3 separate regions of the Pan troglodytes genome follow, and regions 2 and 3 are each linked to region 1. The links are chromatin contacts, called in public Hi-C and HiChIP or PLAC-seq maps. All regions are on one chromosome and are shown on one strand. Each heading gives the region's core, a stretch centred on a gene start, on an enhancer-like site or on the middle of the called end of the contact. The rest is flanking DNA. Distances are from core to core; before and after follow the strand shown. Region 1 holds the start of NXT1 (nuclear transport factor 2 like export factor 1). Region 2 holds the start of THBD (thrombomodulin). Region 3 holds the start of CST9 (cystatin 9).

Region 1 (4,251 bases), core at 1,243-3,742:
GGGTAGGGGGGCTGCTGGAATCAATTCCCAGAGGATAAGGAGGCCTGATTGGACCACGAATTTTTAAAATCACATTTTATAAAACAGAGTACATTTGAGTATGGAAGGCCACTCTTTCCTGAATGCTTGCAACAGACATGACAGCCCCTTGGTAAAGACAGTGGACCATGTTGAAGGGAAGAGTGGTCACTGGCCCAATAAAGGCCAACCAAACCAATGAAATGCTCGTCAGCTGCTGAGTCTAGGAAAGTCTATCATGAGCTCACTCAGGAGGAACTGGGAAGGCAGAGAAGGCAGGTTTCTCAAGAGGGTAGAAACACAAATGACATGAGGACAGAACCAAAATGGCAGCCATAATCCCCATGATAAGCTGGAAGCAGCAAACCTCTTGGGTGAGTGGGGATTAGAAGGGAGGACACCCAGCTTACACAGGTACTAACATCCACCAGATAAGTCCTGTGGAGTCACAGTGCCTCCACAGAAAGGCATGTTAGATTTCAAAGCTCTTGGGTGTGTGGGCACAGAATATGAACTATAGCTGAAATGTCACATTGTCCCCCAAATAAAAAAGTCCAAAAGCATTTAAAAAATTGACATTTATTTTTTTCAGGGTACAGGTACAACTGTTATGTTCTTTTCTCCATAATTAAAATATTTCACTTAAAAAAAAGAGGACATTACTAAAATAGAAGACATTACTAAAATAGTTTATACTTACAAACTTAGTGAACAGTTTTTTTTCATTTAAAAAAAAAGACTTTTTTTTTTATAATGATTAGCTTATGAAATAAATAAAACATTCCACATAGGGCTGGAAAGAGCCAGGTACTTATAACGGCTGCAAAGGTGGTGCATTGCCTCTGGTAAAGGGCTGGCTGGGAGGGAAGCTGTCCTAAAAATGAGCAGTTAAGAGCCAATTTCAGACGTGGGTCTTTCCACGCCCTCCACAGACCTCATAGTTAAGCCTCAACTGTACTCTGGACTGAGTACAGTGGTCCCTCGGTATCTGTGAGGAACTGGATTCAGGACCCCCGAGGATACCAACATCTGCAGATGCTCAAGTCCCTGATAAAATGGTGTACTGTTTGATATAACCTATGCGCAGCATCCTCCTATATACCTTCATCATCTGTAGGTAACTTATAATACCTAATACAATGTAGATGGGATGTAAATAGTTGTTATACTGTATAGTTTAGGAAATAATGACAAGAAAAAAAAAGCCTCTACATGTTCAGTACAAACCCATTTTTCTTTTTCTGAAAAATATTTTTGATTTGAGGTTGGTTGAATCCACCCCACGCGGAACCTACGAATAAGAAGCGCTGTGTTTGCTAAGGGCTTCACACAAATTACCTCATTTAACTGTTACCACAAATGGATGAAAAAGGTATTACTATAACAATTTTACAAATGAGAAAAGGGAAACCTAGGGCTGGATCAAGGTAACGACGGTTAGGTACACTCCTGATCTATCGTTTACAAGACTAGACTGAGGGCTGAAATTTTGTCAATACAACGCTGTCCTTGTACTAGCGTAAGCAAGTCTCCATGAGCACAACTCCAGGACTGCTAGAGTGGGAATTTTCTCCCAGGGACCCCATTTCTCTTTGGCTGGATTTCCCGATCTCCACCTCACTCCTCCTCCCTCCATGGCACCAGTCCCCCCATCATCTCAGAAATGCCCCTCTTCTCTGCCCCTGGCTGTCTTTCCAAACACAATCTAACAACTGGCCACGCCCCCACACCCCATAGAAGGACCATCTCCACTTACGGTTTTCAGCTACCTATGAGGTCGTCAGTCCCGCTGTCTGTGTCAAATCGGAAAAAGAACCTGACCGTGAGGACTAGAGTAAGAGGCTGTGAAGACTGCCGCCTCCTCGCACGACCCACACCGTCGAGTGTCCGGAGATGGACGGGAAAAGCTACCACAGTGGCATGGCCTTATTTCCTGTGAGTCGCCTTTAATTCAAACCTAGACAGACGCACGCCCTGCCCGGCCCTCCTCAGACCCGAGAGCTGCGCTGTGAGGGGACGCGCCTCCCCTCGTTGATGAGAATTCGCTGCCACGCTTTTTGCACAGGCGAGAGCCTCACCGCGGCGGCAACTCTACCACGTGGACAAAGGCACAGCCGTGTCTCATTCTCGACAATGGAGGAGGGCGTGGGGTATGCACTAGGGGCTGTCTCGGGGGTCAGACCGCCGGGGGACGGCAACGTACCTGCGCGGCGACGTCCAGGGTCAGCGCGGGCCGCGGCCCCCACGGTCGGGACGCCCCCCGCGTGGGCCGCAGTTCCACTGAGGAGCCGGCCGCGGAGGTCACAAGGTGGGCCCACCGAAGCCTCTGGTAGGGGCACGGGAAGAGCCGCCTTTCTCCCCTCCTCCTCCTTCTTGGAGGCTTACTCTGGGTCACCGGGGCCCCAGAACCGGGGGACTTTCCGGCGCAGTTCCGCGGCTTCCCGCGCGCGGCCAGCCGGTCTCCGCGCAGACGCGAGCGCCCCGGCACCGCCCTCTCCCGCATTCCCGTGACGGGCAGCGAAGTCAGCCAGTAGGACTGCGGGCCGGAAGGCTAACTCCGCCCATGTGTGGCTTATAAGAGGCGGTAGCTTCCGGGAGTGTCACTTTCCCAGAAATCCCGGCAAATCAGCCCTAGAGTTTTCGTTGGTCCAACCGGGCCACAGACTCCGGCCCGTCTGGTTAGGTGGGATGCCTGATTGGGCCAAACCTCTTAGGTCCCGCACCTAGAGCGGGGAGTAGCGTCTGCTTTTTTTTCCGCTGCGCGGAGGCCGCTAGGCTGGAGAGGGAGGGGAAGGTGTGTGGGGTCGGGTGAGATGCTTTCCCCTCGTCCCGCATGCGCTTGTATTGGAGTGATTTCAGTTAAAAGTCTCGTGAAACGTCACCAGTGATGTAGTCACGGCCAGCAGCAGCTGCCTGACCCCGCCGAGGCCTTCCGTCTGGCAACATGTGGGGCGCCGCAATGCTTGAGGCCACGGCGAGGGCAACGCCGGCCGCGCCCCGTGGAAACCGCGTGGCGGAGTGCTTGAGCCGATCGCGCTCTTTAGGAGTTAGGCCACTTAGAGGCGACATCTTGGTGGACACAGAGGAAGCCAGTTTTAGTCAGATGGGAAAAGTAGCTAAAAGTGGGAGGAGACTGGGGCGAGGGTGGGACGTGGGGGAGGCGGGGGCGTGACGGCGGCTCCCCACTGCCTTGAGGCTTGAGGGACTCCGGGAAACCCGGGCCCGGCTGGGGTTGGGACTGTGTTCTTCCGCGTCCCTAGCTACGATTCAGCTGTTCTGGAATGAGAACTGGATTTTTACTGAACTTTACGAACAGGCTCAACAGGATGTAACCATTCAGTGTGGAGGCATGAGAAACTATAGCTTGTAAATTAAAAGAAAAACCTCATTTCTTTAGACAACATTTTCAGCTCCATCTGCTGGTCTGAGGCTGAATAATTAATTGAAAAGCCAGGAGAGAAATGGGGCTAGATGAAGTGAGGTAGTTTAACCTGTGCTTTCTTGGCGTCCCGTCGGCTCCCTTTGCGTGCATTCCTAAGAGAATCTTGGTCTCAGATTTCAGGACAAGTGGAAAACAGTTGGGCTATTTAGTATAGGCTACCCCTTCCCCCCCGCACCCTCTCCCCCCACACACTTCAGTTAAGTAGGTGGAAAGTTTGGATTATTAAAAAGACACGTTGGAGGCTGAGCAGAGAGTGTGAAAGAGCATTTTCGGGGCTTTATGAACTAACATGGCCTTTTGAACCCCAAGGCAGTGATACTTGGATTGATCTAAATCAGCGTGGATGGAATGGAAGTGGGAATGCGTTGATTTACTGCACGCTCAGTAGTTTGGATGTTGTGCTGCTTTTGTTTCCTGTATAATAAGCCCCTTTAATTTGTTTCACATAACTTATTGGGGGAGGTACCATTATTTCTGATTTTATAGACAAGGAGGCTGACAAAGAACCATCCTGGTGTCACAGGGTCGATTCATACCTAGAAAAGCTGGTTAGAAGAACATTAATGCAGCTCCAAGGCCTTTTAAAAATGCGAGACTTTAGCTTTGAAAGGCAGCTGTTCTGCCTTTTAGGTTTGTGGGGTCTGCCTTTTAGGTTAGGGTCCTTTTAGGTTTGTGTCTCCAGCATATAAAATTGTGCCTGACCCAAAGCAAGGGCTCAATAAATACTGTTTGAATGAACAGACAAGCCTGGGTTCAAATCATGCTCCTCAACTGCACAGTTGTGATGATCT
Region 2 (4,251 bases), core at 464-2,963, 300 kb after region 1:
TTTTTTTCTTTGCAAGAATCAGCAATGGGTGCAAGTGGACCTGTGTAGGACGTCCAGTGAAACATTGTGTTGGTGAATCAGCTAGAATCCATCCAAGAACTCAACCAGCCTGGTGTGGGGTGAGATCTGATCCTTGAATGTCCCTCAGTGGCTTTTAGGGCTGGCAGGTTCAGAAGGGCCCTCTCATCACCCCCCCAGGGCCTCATTCCTTGTTTAACACTTTGCTATCACAGTCTTGAATCCTTGTAATTGAACAATGGACCCCACATTTTCACTTTGCACTGGTTTCTGATTCTGTAACCGATCCTGTCCCCTTCTCTTGTATCATTCACTCTGGGAATTGCCCCCACATTCTGAGACCTTTCAGCAGTGCCCCAACGAGGTTCCTGCCCTTATCTGAAGCTCCACCCTCACCCCCATGGCGGTACCGCAGGTAGCCCTGCTTTTGCGTCCCGCGTAGGCAGGCTGTGCACCGGAGTCACGACCCCCTGATTCAGCCTAGGCAGCCACAGCTTGACTGCTCCCGCCGGACAAGCCCTACTGTGCTATCTGCCGCTCTTCCCTTCCTCTTCCCAGGGGGTCCGCGTCAGGGGAGGTGCAGCTGTGTGCATTCCGGGAGCTTCAGACCCCCGTGTCCAGCAGCTCCTTGGTTTCCCGGGTGCTGGGGCGGCCTTCCCAGCGAAGAGCTCAACTCAGCGGGACGTTTTGAGGCTCTCTGCCCCAAGGCGCTGGGGAGTGTGCGGCGGGACAGTCGTGCTTGCCCTTTTCACTTTCAGAGTGTCCACGCCCCACCCGTTTGGTCACTGCGGGTCAGTCCAGTCCAGCCCGGCCCACCCCACCGGTGCGTGTCTGTCGCACGTTGCAGACGCCATACTCTCTGTTCTTGTTTAAAGCCCAGGATCTACTGGGCCCTGGAGGCAAGAGGTGAACGCAGCGGAATCCACGCTGAGCTGCCCGGGAACGGAGCTTCCAACCCCAGAAGGAGGCCTCTGAGCTCCTACACCTTAACCCTTTTTAGCCCGAAACTTCTCCAACTTCCCTGGCTTTGTTTAGAGCTCGACAGCGCCGCCCCCTGGCGCTCGTTGTGAGGACAGCAGAGGAGAGAGGCAAGGGTGTTTTTAAACAGTTTGCCTCTCACCATTATGGGGGCGACCCGAGGGGGGAGACCCACTCTTCCGCATTCCCGGTAAGTGAACCACCGGATGAGGTCGAAAGTAACGGATTCCCATGTCCTCCTCCAGCCCTTCCCACCCTGCCCATCCACAGGAAGGGTGGCTCTTCAGTGCCCTTTGCCGAGCAAGTGGCGTTTCTATGCACCTGGGTATCAATTCGGACTCTGGACTAAATGGAAACCTCCTTAGCCGACCCGGGTGGGATCAGCTGGGATCCTGCGCGCTCCCCTGGGGGGTTGCCAGCCACTCTGTTGGGGTGCAAGAAGCACCATCCTTCGGAAGCTGGGCCGAAACCGGCCAGGCTGACTCGCTCCCACGCGCCCGCCCCTCCCCGGCGCCGCAGCAATTCACCTGCCACCGCCTCTGAGCGGGGTCCGGACTTCGGCGCCCTGACAGTGTCCCCGCGACTTCCCCACCCGATGAGATGGGGTCTGGCGTTGGCCAGTGCGTGTCCAGGGACTCGCGGGTCCCTGGCCAGCCATGGGGCAGAGGGCGCTGGTATTAGGCCAGTCTTCCCCACCCTGCCCTGTCACCCCAGCCACACCCACTGTCCTGTGAGGCCAAGCGCGCTCCGCTGGTTTCCTGAGCCAGGCACCTTGGCCGCGGACAGGATCCAGCTGTCTCTCCTTGCGATCCTGTCTTCGGGGAAGTCCACGTCCTAGGCAGGTCCTCCCAAAGTGCCCTTGGTGCCGATCACCCCTCCCAGCGTCTTGCAGGTCCTGTGCACCATCTCCCCCACGCCCCATTCAAAGCCCTCTTCTCTGAAGTCTCCGGTTCCCAGAGCTCTTGCAATCCAGGCTTTCCTTGGAAGTGGCTGTAACATGTATGAAAAGAAAGAAAGGAGGACCAAGAGATGAAAGAGGGCTGCACGCGTGGGGGCCCGAGTGGTGGGCGGGGACAGTCGTCTCGTTACAGGGGTGTTGGCCTTCCCTGGCGCCTGCCCCTGTCGGCCCCGCCCGAGAACCTCCCTGCGCCAGGGCAGGGTTTACTCATCCCGGCGAGGTGATCCCATGCGCGAGGGCGGGCGCAAGGGCGGCCAGAGAACCCAGCAATCCGAGTATGCGGCATCAGCCCTTCCCACCAGGCACTTCCTTCCTTTTCCCGAACGTCCAGGGAGGGAGGGCCGGGCACTTATAAACTCGAGCCCTGGCCGATCCGCATGTCAGAGGCTGCCTCGCAGGGGCTGCGCGCAGCGGCAAGAAGTGTCTGGGCTGGGACGGACAGGAGAGGCTGTCGCCATCGGCGTCCTGTGCCCCTCTGCTCCGGCACGGCCCCGTCGCAGTGCCCGCGCTTTCCCCGGCGCCTGCACGCGGCGCGCCTGGGTAACATGCTTGGGGTCCTGGTCCTTGGCGCGCTGGCCCTGGCCGGCCTGGGGTTCCCCGCACCCGCAGAGCCGCAGCCGGGTGGCAGCCAGTGCGTCGAGCACGACTGCTTCGCGCTCTACCCGGGCCCCGCGACCTTCCTCAATGCCAGTCAGATCTGCGACGGACTGCGGGGCCACCTAATGACAGTGCGCTCCTCAGTGGCTGCCGATGTCATTTCCTTGCTACTGAACGGCGACGGCGGCGTTGGCCGCCGGCGCCTCTGGATCGGCCTGCAGCTGCCACACGGCTGCGGCGACACCAAGCGCCTCGGGCCCCTGCGCGGCTTCCAGTGGGTTACGGGAGACAACAACACCAGCTATAGCAGGTGGGCACGGCTCGACCTCAATGGGGCTCCCCTCTGCGGCCCGTTGTGCGTCGCTGTCTCCGCTGCTGAGGCCACCGTGCCCAGCGAGCCGATCTGGGAGGAGCAGCAGTGCGACGTGAAGGCCGATGGCTTCCTCTGCGAGTTCCACTTCCCAGCCACCTGCAGGCCACTGGCTGTGGAGCCCGGCGCCGCGGCTGCCGCCGTCTCGATCACCTACGGCACCCCGTTCGCGGCCCGCGGAGCGGACTTCCAGGCGCTGCCGGTGGGCAGCTCCGCCGCGGTGGCGCCCCTCGGCTTACAGCTAATGTGCACCGCGCCGCCCGGAGCGGTCCAGGGGCACTGGGCCAGGGAGGCGCCGGGCGCTTGGGACTGCAGCGTGGAGAACGGCGGCTGCGAGCACGCGTGCAATGCGATCCCTGGGGCTCCCCGCTGCCAGTGCCCAGCCGGCGCCGCCCTGCAGGCAGACGGGCGCTCCTGCACCGCACCCGCGACGCAGTCCTGCAACGACCTCTGCGAGCACTTCTGCGTTCCCAACCCCGACCAGCCGGGCTCCTACTCGTGCATGTGCGAGACCGGCTACCGGCTGGCGGCCGACCAACACCGGTGCGAGGACGTGGATGACTGCATACTGGAGCCCAGTCCGTGTCCGCAGCGCTGTGTCAACACACAGGGTGGCTTCGAGTGCCACTGCTACCCTAACTACGACCTGGTGGACGGCGAGTGTGTGGAGCCCGTGGACCCGTGCTTCAGAGCCAACTGCGAGTACCAGTGCCAGCCCCTGAACCAAACTAGCTACCTCTGCGTCTGCGCCGAGGGCTTCGCGCCCATTCCCCACGAGCCGCACAGGTGCCAGATGTTTTGCAACCAGACTGCCTGTCCAGCCGACTGCGACCCCAACACCCAGGCTAGCTGTGAGTGCCCTGAAGGCTACATCCTGGACGACGGTTTCATCTGCACGGACATCGACGAGTGCGAAAACGGCGGCTTCTGCTCCGGGGTGTGCCGCAACCTCCCCGGTACCTTCGAGTGCATCTGCGGGCCCGACTCGGCCCTTGCCCGCTACATTGGCAACGACTGTGACTCCGGCAAGGTGGACGGTGGCGACGGCGGCTCTGGCGAGCCCCCGCCCAGCCCGACGCCCGGCTCCACCTTGACTCCCCCGGCCGTGGGGCTCGTGCATTCGGGCTTGCTCATAGGCATCTCCATCGCGAGCCTGTGCCTGGTGGTGGCGCTTTTGGCGCTCCTCTGCCACCTGCGCAAGAAGCACGGCGCCGCCAGGGCCAAGATGGAGTACAAGTGCGCGGCCCCTTCCAAGGAGGTAGTGCTGCAGCACGTGCGGACCGAGCGGACGCCGCAGAGACTCTGAGCGGCCTCTGTCCAGGAGCCTGGC
Region 3 (4,251 bases), core at 498-2,997, 260 kb before region 1:
ACCTCAGAATGGTGAGGGAGCCACTGGCAATTGGCAGGATGCCCCAAGTTTGTCAGCCGCTGAACTTACAAGGTGAGAGTGACCTCCATGGGCATTGCAGGCCTCGCTCAGGACACTCGCAACCTATTCCAGGCATCAGGATTCTAGTTCTCACAGCACCTTATGGCCTGCTCATCCCAAAACCCACATTTCCGCCCTCACTGACACCCCCTTCCTACCCCCACGTGCACCATCACTCTCCAGCTAAGAAACCACATTAGTTACGCTTCAGCTGCAGTTCCAGTGAACTCAATGCCATCAGAGAAAGGATACAGACTCCTTGGGTGATGTTTTTGGCACATCTGGCTGCTTTCCTGGAATTGTCACATTGAGTTGCTTTTTCTTTGCAAACAGGGTCTAGAAACAAACTCTTATTCTTTATCACCAGGCATGCTGTCTAAGCCTGTCCCCCATCCTGCCTGCCCCACAAAAGCCATTCTCATCCCCTGACCTCCATGCCCCTCAAGCTGAGTTACTTCTCATATGTGGTTTGGTCTGTATGCACTTCCCAGGAAGTATTCTGAACCTGCACCACTCAAAGTGTGGTTCTGAGACCGGGAACACAACCATCCTCTGGAAGCTGGTGAGAAATGTAGGTTCCCTGGCCCTGCTCACAGCTACTGGGTCAGAATCTTTGGGTGGGGAAACTAGGAACTTGCTTTTTAACGTGACTTCAGGGGATGCTGGTTGCTTCTGAAGTTTACAAGGAGCTACGGATAAACATCAAAGGCATATTTCACAGGGACAAAGCTTAAGTCTGGTCTGTGAAGAGTGCATTATTCAGTCTTTTGAGAGCCCCATTTGCGGTTGGAGTTGGAGGCTATGTGGGTGTTGGTCGAGAACTCAGAATCTCCACCCACAAAGTGTGCCGCAGAGCGCTGTGCCGGCTGTGGCCACAGGAGGGAACCCGTGACAACCTAATGGGTGCACTTCAGCCATCCCTGAGGGCATCTTCGTCTTTCTGGTTCTCCACTGCTCCAATTGCAAGCGGCCACCCGTCCTGGAAACACCTTTGAGGAATACGGGCAGCCATAACTAGCCAGGCCCCTAGTACCAGCACTTGGCAGCGCGTCCCTGGGCTGGGAAGCTGCATTCAGGGTTGGGGGCTCCTGCTCTTGGTTTCCTCAACCTCTGCCCACGACCCCCAGGCTGGTGCCCCCCTCCCGAGACCCTCGGGGGAGCAGACACCTGCAGGACATCGTGCCAGTCCTCCCGGGCTCCCTGCCTCTCTCTCAACAGGCCCAGTGCTTTCTCGGGGCGCTGTACCTGCTCACCCACGATAGCATCCACTGTCATCCCTTTCCATCCTTTCGTCTCTGCCTTTCCACATATCCTCCCCCTCCCAGCCCACCCCCACTGCTGAGTCCAGGGCTCACCTTCCACTCATACCTCTCACACTTGTGTTCCTGTGCCGGGCTCTGACTCTGGGGCGCCCAGTGGAGGTCTCCTTTAGCCTGCGGAGGTGCTTGGGAAGCTGGGGCTGGGCCTCATGTCCAGGGAACTCTCTTTCCCATTGCTAGTCTTTTCCAACCCACCTGCCTGGGTGCTGTTCCTCTCCCCTAAACAGGAGATGATTTAAATGCCTTTGGAAGAAGGGAGGCCACGTATGGGAGAGACAGGGTGTAACTGCAGAGGTGAGGCCTGGAGGGAGGAGTTTCTGCCCCAGCAGGTGAATTTAAAGGCCAGACCTGAGCCCTGGAAGGCTCCAGTGGACACCAGGGATCTGAAGGGCAAAGGCAAGGGCTGCTGGAGCCTGCATCATGTCGAGTCCGCAGAGGAGGAAGGCTCTGCCCTGGGCACTGTCACTGCTTCTCATGGGCTTCCAGCTCCTGGTGACTTATGCCTGGTGTTCTGAAGAGGAAATGGGTGGTAATAATAAAATAGTCCAGGATCCTATGTTCCTCACCACAGTGGAGTTTGCCTTGAACACTTTCAACATGCAGAGCAAGGAGGAGCACGCCTACAGGCTGTTGCGCGTCCTGAGTCCATGGAGGGAGGATAGCATGGACAGAAAGGTTGGTGACCACATCCTCTTCTGGCCTGTCCTTCTCCATCTGCCCCTAAGTGAGGGACCAAGGTGTCTAGTCTAGGAGACTTGGTTCACCATCAGCAGTCCATAGTCGGGTAGTCCACAACCAATTACGGTAGTTTTAGTTTTGGAAAACATTGAACTTAAATTTTTTTTTAAATTAGGTAAATGTCTATTCACATGCAAAATATATTTTTCAATCTTCATGATTTTTATGACATTGTATAACTGAAGAGTGACTTCAAAATAAGGACTTCTAAGGAGATGAAGCTGACAAGAAGAGAAAATAACCAAAGAGACTGATAAATATTTCCAGGTCATAAAATGAAAATGGAAAAGCAAGGACACACACACACACACACACACACACACACACAGAGAGAGAGAGAGAGACAGAGAGAGAGAGAGACAGGCAGACAGAGAGAGAACAGTGAGAATTCGAGGGCAATAAAGAACACCATCAGCCCTGAGAGGCCACTGTGAAAGGTTAGTTCTCTGATCTCCACCTTCTCTGGGCTCCTTGCTCTGTCTGCACTTAATTTACACTCTTCCTCAATGGACCTTCATCCTAAAATGCTTGCCTTTTTGATGAAATCATTAAATGTGGTCAGGAATGCACAGTTCATCTGGGCTTCAGGCATGAACAAGTAAAATGCCCTCCTAGTGGAGAACTTCTGGTTTAGAGAGAGAAGGAGCATTGCTCTTCCTTTCTCGGCACCAAGAGCCTGAAAGAAGGGCAGAGGGACTCTAGTACCGCACAGAGCTTAAGCTCTGGAAAGACTCTGTGCAAGGCCCTGGCTGGTTCTCTGCCTCCTGGGGTGGATTCTTCACTGCCATCCTCAGGATTCCAATGCTGGTACAGAGGAATTTTCCTCCTAGCTCATTTGCTGCCTCCTCTCGGGAGAATTAAAAGCCTGATGCAACCCTCAGAGGGGCATCTGGTCCAGTAATGGTGTCTGCTAACATTAATGCTGGAACCTTGGAAGTCTCAGAGATTGAGATTGGCCAGGCCTCATGCTTCTGCTTTCCCAGTGCTTTGCTTGATTCTCCAAGACCTCAGTGTAAGCCTCCATTCTTAATACCTTTAGAATAAAATCTAAGCTCCTTACTATGGTCTATAAGTCCTAAATGACAGTAAGTCCTAAAAGCTTTCCACATGGCTTCCTGGATATGGCAATCCCAGCATCAGTTTGGGGGCTGGGAAGAATAGATGGGTGGGAGGGAGGCTATGGAGTGGAATTAAATAGAATGGAGTGGGAAGGAGGGCAAGGAGAACTTCAGCATGCACTTTGCAATAGGGCAGATGGTATTTCTTGAAGCCATTTTCCCAGGGTGTGTGCCTGTGTGTAGTGGGAGCGCTGTGTGTCATTCTTCTTGCTGGAGGTCACTTGGAAGGTTTGACAACACACTGTAGATGAGGCTCCCTCTGTCCCAGGGCTGAAGTTACCCTGAAAACTCTTGGAGATCCAACACCCTCCCGGACATGTGGCTCTGTCCTCTGGGAATGCAGCTGCAAGATCAGATGCCTACTGAGAGTGAAGCTGGAGTCTCACCGTGGGAAATGGGGGTGGGTGGAGGTGGAGAATGTGTTAGTGGGGTCTGACTCAGCCTGCATCCTCCCCAGACCCACCATGCCCACCTGCTTTTTGCTCTTAACTCCTCAGTCTAGAGAAGATCCCCTGGGTTTCACCTCCAGTGAGCTGATGCCAGGCCCATGGGCAAGCTCTCAAATGCAGTAAAGTGTTGGGGACTCTCCTACTCAAATGGCATCTTCACTAGTAGCTACTTAGGGGCAGGAAGACGGTGCATCCACTTTAATCTTCTTTTTTCCAACAGTGGCGAGGTAAGATGGTGTTCTCCATGAATCTGCAACTGCGCCAAACCGTATGTAGGAAATTTGAAGATGACATTGACAACTGCCCTTTTCAAGAAAGCCTGGAGCTGAACAACGTAAGACAGGGCATCAGCTTTCCTCAGGTCCACAGCTGTGGATGCTGCATGGGGTGTGGTGTGGTCACAGGAGCAGCTGACAAAGCCATTCCGAGGGACAAAGGGAAGTGAGCCCACAGCAGGCTGTACCAGGCTGCCCTGCTTGTGCCTTAGTGGGAAGCCCAGTGAGGCATTAAGCCAAGGGGTTCACTTTCAGGCCCCTGGCCAATCTGAGTTTCCTGATTCTGCCCTCT

The links. A called contact is a pair of places that touch in the nucleus more often than the background predicts. HiChIP or PLAC-seq counts read pairs in DNA pulled down with a chosen protein or histone mark.
Region 2: a contact with region 1 is called in a Hi-C map of induced pluripotent stem cells, with 2.3 times the contacts expected there. The contact joins the promoter of THBD here to the promoter of NXT1 in region 1. A contact is called at or near these places in 3 of 7 Hi-C or Micro-C datasets (blood, induced pluripotent stem cells and stem cell-derived neural progenitor cells), 1 of 1 datasets of contacts at active chromatin or transcription factors (stem cell-derived excitatory neurons) and 1 of 1 other capture datasets (stem cell-derived neural stem cells).
Region 3: a contact with region 1 is called in an H3K4me3 HiChIP or PLAC-seq map of stem cell-derived excitatory neurons, with 13 times the contacts expected there. The contact joins the promoter of CST9 here to the promoter of NXT1 in region 1. A contact is called at or near these places in 2 of 7 Hi-C or Micro-C datasets (blood and stem cell-derived neural progenitor cells) and 1 of 1 datasets of contacts at active chromatin or transcription factors (stem cell-derived excitatory neurons).

What each region holds. Positions count from the first base shown.
Region 1 is chr21:29,878,917-29,883,167 of NHGRI_mPanTro3-v2.0_pri, reverse strand. It overlaps NXT1 (nuclear transport factor 2 like export factor 1), which reads right to left and starts at 2,492. Exons shown (of 2, transcript XM_001146071.6): 1 at 2,222-2,492.
Region 2 is chr21:29,582,448-29,586,698 of NHGRI_mPanTro3-v2.0_pri, reverse strand. It overlaps THBD (thrombomodulin), which reads left to right and starts at 1,713. Exons shown (of 1, transcript XM_525283.6): 1 at 1,713-4,251. The coding sequence starts at 2,332. The coding sequence ends at 4,227.
Region 3 is chr21:30,140,499-30,144,749 of NHGRI_mPanTro3-v2.0_pri, reverse strand. It overlaps CST9 (cystatin 9), which reads left to right and starts at 1,747. Exons shown (of 2, transcript XM_525288.7): 1 at 1,747-2,054; 2 at 3,905-4,251. The coding sequence starts at 1,800. The coding sequence ends at 4,129.